2 separate regions of the Sus scrofa genome follow, and region 2 is linked to region 1. The links are chromatin contacts, called in public Hi-C maps. All regions are on one chromosome and are shown on one strand. The core of a region is the stretch at or near the end of the contact, and the rest is flanking DNA. Distances in the headings are between cores, read along the strand shown.

Region 1 (4,079 bases), core at 1,193-3,692:
TTTGGAACATTGTAAAAAGCACAGTACCGATGCTTTGGGCCAGTTGGGGGAAGGGATGGAATATCAGTGGGGGATGAAGGACAAAAATGTAACAGAAGTAAACATAGGAAAAGAGCAGCCATGAATAGAGGCCAAGTGTAGGTGTGTCTATTAGTGGAGGAATTGTGTCCTGGCTGTTGAAAATGAGGCTGGGGAAGAAAGATACTGCCTTTTCTCTTCCCCACCCCTACTGTTATGTTCTTTCCATGAAACTCCTGCCTTTGGACTCTCAGAGTGCTTGTTGCTCTACTTCTTGCATAGGGCATTTGTCTTAGTCTGTAGCCACATCCATGTATGTCCTGTATCCTAGAAGATTGGAAGCCCGTGAAGAGATAGACCACCTCATCTGTCTTGATATCCCACAGCACTTGTCCCTGACACATGATAGACTCCTTTTTTTTTTGTCTTTTCTAGGGATGCACCCATGGCATATGGAGGTTCCCAGGCTAGGGGTCTAATCAGAGCTGTAGCCACTGGCCTATGCCAGAGCCGCAGCAGCTTGGGATCCGAGCCACGTCTGCTACCTATACCACAGCTCATGGCAACAATGGATTCTTAACCCACTGAGCAAGGCCAGGGATCAGACCCGAAACCTCATGGTTCCTAGTTGGATTCGTTAACCACTGAGCCACACCGGGAACTCCCATGATAGACTCTTAATAAGGTTAGTTGAACAAATCTGGTTGAGGACAACACAGGGAAGTATGTGACAGTGCCAGATGTGACTGTGTTAAAATTAACGGTCTTGTTAAGAAGTGGTAGGGTTTGTGAGGGCTGGTGACTGGGTGCAGGGGATTAGAAGATGCTCGGTAGTGGCGGGGAGGAGAGTGGGACAAAAGCCAAAAGGCAGAAGTCTGCAAAGCATATGAGGAAGCAGCCTAGCCTGGAAAGAAGGGGTGGAGCCAGGCAAGGGCACCTAGAAAGGCTGAGAAGGACATGAAAATGCCCGTGCACTGAGCTGGAGGCCTGGAGCTTGTGATCAGCCTCAAGCAAGGCCTGAGAAAAAGTCTGTACTAGCCAAATTTCCTTCAGCTGAAAGCAACAGAAATCCAAGTTAAACTGGTTTAAACACAAGGAGGGATTTATTTGTTCCCGTAAGTGAAAAGTCCAGGGGGATGGCTGGTTTTGGGTATAACCTAGATCTAGGACTCAAATGGTGGCTTCAAGAGTATGTATGTATCTTCTGGCTCTTACTGGCTCCATTCTCAGGCATATCCTCAGATTAGATGACTGTGGGCTCTATCAGGCTTGTGTCCTACAAAAAAAGCTGCAAAAGTCCAGGGACTGACGGGTTGACTGCAGCTGGGTTGCTTTCCCATAGTTGAGCTAGTCCTGACTCAGGCGAGGCCACAGGACCTGAGGGAGGGAGAGACAGCCCTGGAGGGGAAATGAGAGTTTGTTCCCAGAAGTGGGGGGTAAACTGGGCAAACAAGATCTGCAGAGGATTCAGGACCCTGGTTTAAGTCACCCTTAGAAGCAGAGGGGCCTCATATGTGGTGTTGTATTCATAAGTCACTCTTTTTTTGTGTTTTTCAGCATCTCCATGATACAGTGAAGAGGAATCTTGATAGTGCCACGTCCCCTCAGAATGGTGATCAACAGAATGGCTATGGAGACCTCTTTCCTGGGCATAAGAAGACCCGCCGGGAGGCCCCTCTGGGAGTAGCTGTGTCTTCCAATGGCCTGCCTCCTGCCTCCCCCCTTGGTCAGCCTGACAAGCCTGGCACAGATGCCCTGCAAGCCAGCGGAAAGCACTCACTGGGGCTGGACTCTATTAGCAAGAAGTGTCTGGCAGACTCAAGCCTCCACCCAAATGGAGGCAACAACCCTGGTGAGTCATTTCCCCTGAGCCGGAATAAAGAACTGAAGCAGGAGCCGGTGGATGACCTGCCTTGCATGATCCCAGGGGCTGGAGGCTCCATATCTCAAAGCAACCTCATGCCTGACCTCAACCTTAACGAGCAGGAGTGGAAAGAGCTCATCGAGGAGCTGAACAGGTCAGTGCCCGATGAAGACATGAAGGATCTCTTTAATGAGGACTTTGAAGAGAAGAAGGATCCAGAGTCTTCTGGTTCTGCTACACAGACCCCTTTGGCACAGGACATTAATATTAAGACAGAATTCTCTCCAGCAGCCTTTGAACAAGAACAGTTAGGCTCTCCACAAGTGAGGGCTGGGTCTGCAGGACAGACCTTTATGGGGCCTTCATCTGGCCCTGTGAGCACAGATTCAGCCAGCCTAGGGGGCTCTCAGCCTCTGTTCCACGCCTCTGGTCAGCCTGGGGTGGACAGTCCCAGTCCTAACCTGATGCCGGCATCAGCTCAGGCCCAGAATGCACAAAGAGCCCTCTCCAGTGTGGTGTTGCCTAGCCAGGGCCCTGCCGGGGGCTCAGAACTGTCCTCTGCCCACCAGCTCCAGCAGATCGCTGCCAAGCAGAAGCGCGAGCAGATGCTCCAGAATCCACAGCAGACTGCCCCAGCACCAGGTCCAGGCCAGATGTCCACATGGCAGCAGACAGGCCCCTCCCACAGCCCTTTAAATGTCCCTTATCCCATGGAGAAGCCTGCCAGCCCTCCCAGTTACAAACAAGACTTCAGCAATTCCAAATTGCTCATGATGCCCAGTGTGAACAAGAGCTCCCCTCGGCCCGGAGGCCCCTACCTCCAGCCCAGCCATGTGAACCTTCTGAGTCACCAGCCACCGAGTAACTTGGGTCAGAATGCTGTGGCTAGCCAAGGGTCAGTGCTAGACTACGGCAATACCAAACCCCTTTCTCACTACAAAGCCGACTGTGGGCAAGGCAGTCCTGGGGCTGGTCAGAGCAAGCCGGCCCTGATGGCTTATCTTCCCCAGCAGCTGCCTCATCTGAACAATGAGCAGAACTCCTTATTTCTGATGAAACCAAAGCCAGGAAATATGCCCTTCCGATCACTGGTTCCACCTAGCCAGGTGAGCACAGGACTGGCTCTCTTACTCTTCGTTCACTTCTGTCCATCATGTTACCAAGTTCTAGGTGATTGGGGCACAAAGTGAGGGAGGGAGTGGCTACTTTCAACCTTTGACTCCCTTGGGAGTGAAAATTGATCAAGCCAACCAAGATTGATTCTTTGGGGGGGGCACGATTGCAGCATGCAGAAGTTCCCAGGCCAGGGATCAAAGTCTGTGCCACAGCAGTGACAGTGCTGGATCCTTAACTGCTAGGTTGCCAGGAAACTCCAGGATTGATTTCCTTTTTTTTTTTTGTCTTTTGAGGGCCACACCCACAACATATGGAGGTTCCCAGGCTAGGGGTCCAATTGGAGCTATTGTCGCCAGCCTGCACCAGAGCCACAGCAATGCCAGATCCGAGCTGAGTCTGCAACCTACACCACAGCTCACAGCAACGTCAGATCCTTAACCCACTGAGCAAGGCCAGGGATTGAACCCGCAACCTCATGGTTCCTAGTCTGATTCATTTCTGCTGAGACATGATGGGAACTCCCAGGATTGATTCTTAATAAACAAAAATAGGATAAAATCCCCTAGTACAACTTGGTTTTAACTGCATACAGGATTGAGGAATCCCCTGCACTTAGTCTAGTCTCTCTTTCATGCCATATGACTTAAGTATTTAAGCAGGTAAAGATCACATTTATGAGTTCCCGTCATGGCTTAGTGGAAACAAATCAGACTAGGAACCATGAGGTTGTGGGTTTGATCCCTGGCCTTGCCCAGTGCATTAAAGATCCAGCATTGCCATGAGCTGTGGTGTAGGTCACAGACGCAGCTTGGATCTGGTGTTGCTGTGGCATTGGTGCATAGGCCAGTGGCTACAGGTCCAGTTGGACCCCTAGCTAGCCTGGCAACCTCCATATGCTGTGAGTGCAGCCCTAAAAAACAAAAAACAAAAAAAAACAAAAAAGGAGATCACATTTAATGTCTTCCTCACGGACTCTTCTTTGGTTTTTGGTTTTTTGGTTTTTGGTTTTTGGTTTTTTTTAAACCACCTTTCAGATCTGTATTTTCAAAATACAGTACATTTTAGGTGAGTGGCTGCTTCC
Region 2 (4,654 bases), core at 405-2,904, 76 kb before region 1:
GATGAGTGGATCTCCAAGCCAGAAGATAAATGAATCTCCAGTCGTGGTTATGGCAAATCAACAAGAAGGAAACTGCCCTGACAGATAACACTTGGACTGCTCCATCTCTTGGTAAATAAGCCATCATGCAGGATCTTACCTTTTTTTTTTTTTTTTCCTCTTTTCTTTCTTTCTCCCCCTCCCTCCCCCTTTTTTTTTGTTTTTGTTTTTTTTAGGCCCACATATGTGGCATATGGAAGTTCCCAGGCTAGGGGTTGAATCAGAGCTGCAGCTGCTGGCCTACACCACCGCCACAGCAACATGGGATTGCAGATGTGATAAATTCATTTGAGTAATAAGAAAAATGAAAAAAACAAAAACAACAACAACAAAAAAACCCATGGGATTGCAGCCACATTTGTGACCTACGCCTAAGCTTAGGATGGATCCTTAACCCACTGAGCAAGGCCAGGGATTGAATCCGCATCCTCACAGACACTATGTTAGGTTCTTAATTCACTAAGCCACAATAGTAACTCCTGGAGGATCTTATTCATGAAATCCGTACTGTTGGAAAATGCTTCAAAGAAGCAAACAACATCCTGTGGCCCTTCAAACTATCTTCTCCTGAAGGGCCCAGATAAATAGATCTAACAGGCTTATTAAATGGATGAACTGAGTTGTCTATGTGATTATTTTTGTAATCTGGGTCAGTAAATAAAGTGACTTCAAATTGTGAAAAAAACAAACACAAAATTCATTCTTCAGAGATTTGGCCTCAGCTTCCTTTTAAGAACATTGTGCTTTAACGGAAAAAAAATCTCTAACAAGATCCTTAGTAGGATCTACAGTCCTGCTCTGTCTCAGGCCCAGAAAACTGAAGATGTGCTAAAAGTTAGTTACAAAATCTGTGGTGTGTTTGAAAATTTTCCATTGCACCATCTTTTTCTCACTCACTGCTGTTAAGTGTGATTGTGCCCTTTTTGTCTTATCTTGCTTTTGGAAACATCACAAATTGAAAGTTGAAGTAACGCTGGATTATAGTATTCTGGGCTATATTTTGACGTTGGGTGATAAGGCGGCCTCAGACTGCTGGGCCCAGAGCAATGACTCTGCAGGAACGGTGGCGCCTGGTGTACAGCGACTCCAGGACAGGCCAAGGGAGCCGTGACTGATTCCATCATATCTGCGCACTCGCTGCACTGGAAACCAGGTCCTTCCCGATGGCTCAATGGACCTCCCACCCATCCTGCCAGCTTCCATTTGCTCTCTCATCGAAGGGAATGAGATGCCAGACCCCGAGGCCCGGGTCCAGGCACCTGAACGGTCGAAACCATAGAAATTAGGATGCAGTGCCGGGCAGCGCGCCCACTAAGGCACCAGAACAACCAGCGCGGGAACGCCTGCCTGGCCAGTCCCGCCCCACGACGCGCGCGCGCGCGCGCGCGCCCCCGCCGATCCCGATGCCGCCGTACACCGCCTCCTTCCATACTGCCCAACCAACAGCCACTTCCTGCCTCACTCCTAACCAATCCCCACACTCCACGAAGAATAGCCCTAGGGGGCGTATGGGAAGGTGCATAGAGCGATGGCCACAATAACCAATTGAATTCAGGATCTTGCGCGAGAGGGCGGGACTTGGCGCTGGTGGTAGCTACTGAGGAGACAGGGGCGGACGCAGGGCCGGGCTTCGTGCGGTGGGGCTCGCTCGCGCGGCGGCTGCAGGAGTCGAGGCCTCTTGGTTCTGCGGCACGTGACGGTCAGGCTCCCTCAGCCGCTGTCTCCACTGCAGCGTGGGGCCAGGTGTGCGGGCGGGAGGAGGCGCGGGCACCACCGGCGGTCCTCCTGAGGCTTGAGGTGAGACAGGGGCCTGCCCGTGTCTTCGGGCCTGTGAGGACCCTCGGGGGCCTGGGTGCGCGGCCTGGCGGCGGAGGTCTCGAGAAGCCGGGCGTGGCCGGGGCTGAGGGGTCCGGCTGAGTTTCGATGGCTCAGGCCCTGGTGGACCCGCCAGACGGGATGGGTTAGGCCTGAACCTGGGCCGCTTGAGTTGCGGAGCCAGGCCCAGGCCGCGCCGCCGGGGTTGGGAGGCGTGGCAGGTGTCCTAGAGCCTTTCTTGACCTCTGGGAAAGCTAACTTCTCTTCATGGTTCTGCTTCTAGGGCTTTCTTATACCTATTGCTGACTGCCTGGGAAGCTGTGAGGTGGGGTAGAGTAACCGGGTAAAGGTCTGGAATAGGATCGGGCCTTGTTGGTACTCTTAGTAGTGGGGAAAGGTGATAATAGGACAGAGAGAGGATATTTAGAATTAGCATTACAGATCTAAAATTTGAAAATTAAAACCGCAAAGTGAAGACTGGACTGTAGCAGCCTGAAGAGTATGGAGAATGTGCTAGAACACGCACTGGTTAAAAAACTTAAGTCCTAACATTTACATCTATTTGGAGATTGGGGGAGTAAGTAATCTCGTCGTAAATTCAGTGGGCTTTTAAAAGCAGGAAAGCACCCAAAAGCTCTCCGTGGGCAGGTCGTTTTATAGTGAAGGAAACTGAGGCCCAGAGCTCAGAAATGATCGGCCCAAGGTCATGCGATTAGTTTTATGATCACGTTGGAATTACAGTTGAAAGCTAGGCAGTTTGTGTGTAGTGGTTAAGACTAAGGCCCTTGTTCAGGTCCTTCATCAGCCATTTGTTGCTATGTGAACCTGGGCAGTTCACTTCGTTTCAGATAATGGATGTAATACCTGATAGAGTTGTTGTTACCATTAAGACGTGTGTAAGAAAGAGCAGGAAAGTTAGATGTACATTTTTAACTGCTTGATAAATGACTGCAGTAAATTATTATGGTGAATGCTGTTGATCCACTACACTAACATCCTAATTAGCTAAGTCCTATTTTCCAGGACCTGAAGTCACATTTATGGAAATAGGAGGAAGAAACTGGACCTAGTGGTTTGACTGCTGATTGAGGGAAGTTAAACTGAGCTGGATATTAATTAAAAGCTTGGGAGGAGAAAGGTGAACCACAGTTAGGTCTCTTTACCTCTAATTTAAGAAATAGAACCTTTTACTTAATTTCTTAATGGGTAGAATGGTGTGGGGAGGTTTTCGTTCTGTTTTGTTTTGTTTTAAGAGGGGAACCCCGTTGATCTTCAAGACTGTTGTGTACCTCACTCTTTTTTCAGTACTGTTGAAGGGTCACTGCTGAGTTGTATATTTGCTGTAGTTAGAGCAGAGGTAAAGCACTGTGTGGGAGTCCTCCTGTGCACCAGTCTGTGTGCACAAGCAAACAAGCCAGGAAACTGGATCATGAGGTGGCTACAGTGAGCTGTGTATTGGAGTAAATGTGTTGCACCGCAGATTTTCTGACCTATCCGATAATGGGTGTCAGCATCCCTTCCTACTTGACTATCTCTCCTTAACAGTTTCAGCTAACACATTATCTTCCAAAGAGTAAACGTTTTGACAGAAGTTGTTGCTGCAGTTTTGGCAATCCTGCTATTGCATCCTTTCAGTTACAGAGTTCACTTTGCCCTGAGAGATAGCTTAAGGGAACGAAGCGACAGTTGGTAAGCATAAATGCAGACTCAAGAGACTTGAATTCCAGGCCCAGCATGGTAACTAGCTTATGAGCTAAGTTGGTTTCTATGTCTTTAAAATTGGAGTGAGGAATCCTCTGACTACCTACCTTACCATTAGGGGGCTTTTTAGGAGGGACAAGTAAGATGGTGAACATGAAACTACTTTGTTTTTTTTTTGTTTGTTTTGTTTTTTGTCTTTTTGCTATTTCTTTGGGCCACTCCCTCGGCATATGGAGGTTCCCAGGCTAGGGGTCTAATCAGAGCTGTAGCCACTGGCCTACGCCAGAGCCACAGCAATGCGGGGCAACGCGGGATCTGAGCCGCGTCTGCAACCTACACCACAGCTCACGGCAACGCCGGATCGTTAACCCACTGAGCAAGGCCAGGGACCGAACCCGCAACCTCATGGTTCCTAGTCGGATTCATTAACCACTGCGCCACGACGGGAACTCCCATGAAACTACTTTGAATGGAATAATGAACTGAACTGTGCAAAGAAGAGCTGGCAGCTCATAACAACTCCTAGAAAATAATAAAAGTGCCTGAACATAGTTATAACCTGTAGACTTACTGTAGAATTGCAGGAAGGTACAGGTTGAATATTTTGTTGCCTAAAACAGATGTACATTTAAATTAATCTTAGCTATGAGCTGTGAAAATTATTTGGAGAATTATGCTTTTTAGAGGATTTAGAATCTTCAGCAGCGTTTGAGTAGCCACCTCTTAAACCTTCTTACTTTATAGGAAAAAACCGCTATGGAAAAATAGATTTTAATGTTCCTGTCAGTGAAAAGCAAACTTCAAAACAGTAAACTAGGAAACTAGGCAGTATATATCTATTTTCAAGTAGATGGGCATTTACAATAAAGACCACTTTGAATTTTATGTACTTTCCCCCCTTTAAGTGCTTTTATGGACATGTAGTAATATCAGACAATACAGATACAGAAAGTAGTCGTAAAATGGTTATCTGTGACTGGAATCAAATTCCTTTTAAATGGTTCCTTTCCAATCTAAGACTTCAAATTTCTTATTGGCCTTAAAACTCAGAATTTTATTTTTTAATTTTTTTGGTGGGTTTTTGGGCTTTTTGTCTTTT

The links. A called contact is a pair of places that touch in the nucleus more often than the background predicts.
Region 2: a contact with region 1 is called in a Hi-C map of liver, with 2.6 times the contacts expected there. The contact joins the promoter of CANX here to the enhancer-like site in region 1. A contact is called at or near these places in 3 of 47 Hi-C or Micro-C datasets (heart right ventricle, liver and skeletal muscle) and 2 of 2 datasets of contacts at active chromatin or transcription factors (alveolar macrophages and skeletal muscle).

The regions. Positions count from the first base shown.
Region 1 is chr2:78,838,239-78,842,317 of Sscrofa11.1, reverse strand. MAML1 (mastermind-like protein 1) reads left to right here. Exons shown (of 5, transcript XM_003123646.5): 2 at 1,576-2,988. Among named protein-coding and RNA genes, the nearest start is that of MAML1, 36 kb to the left of the region's middle. Within about 2 kb of position 2,442, at least 15 of the 83 cell types and tissues checked have an H3K27ac peak or open chromatin away from gene starts, as enhancers often do. A contact at or near this core is called in alveolar macrophages and liver, where this site is marked.
Region 2 is chr2:78,912,828-78,917,481 of Sscrofa11.1, reverse strand. CANX (calnexin) reads left to right here and starts at 1,654. Exons shown (of 15, transcript NM_001243210.1): 1 at 1,654-1,836.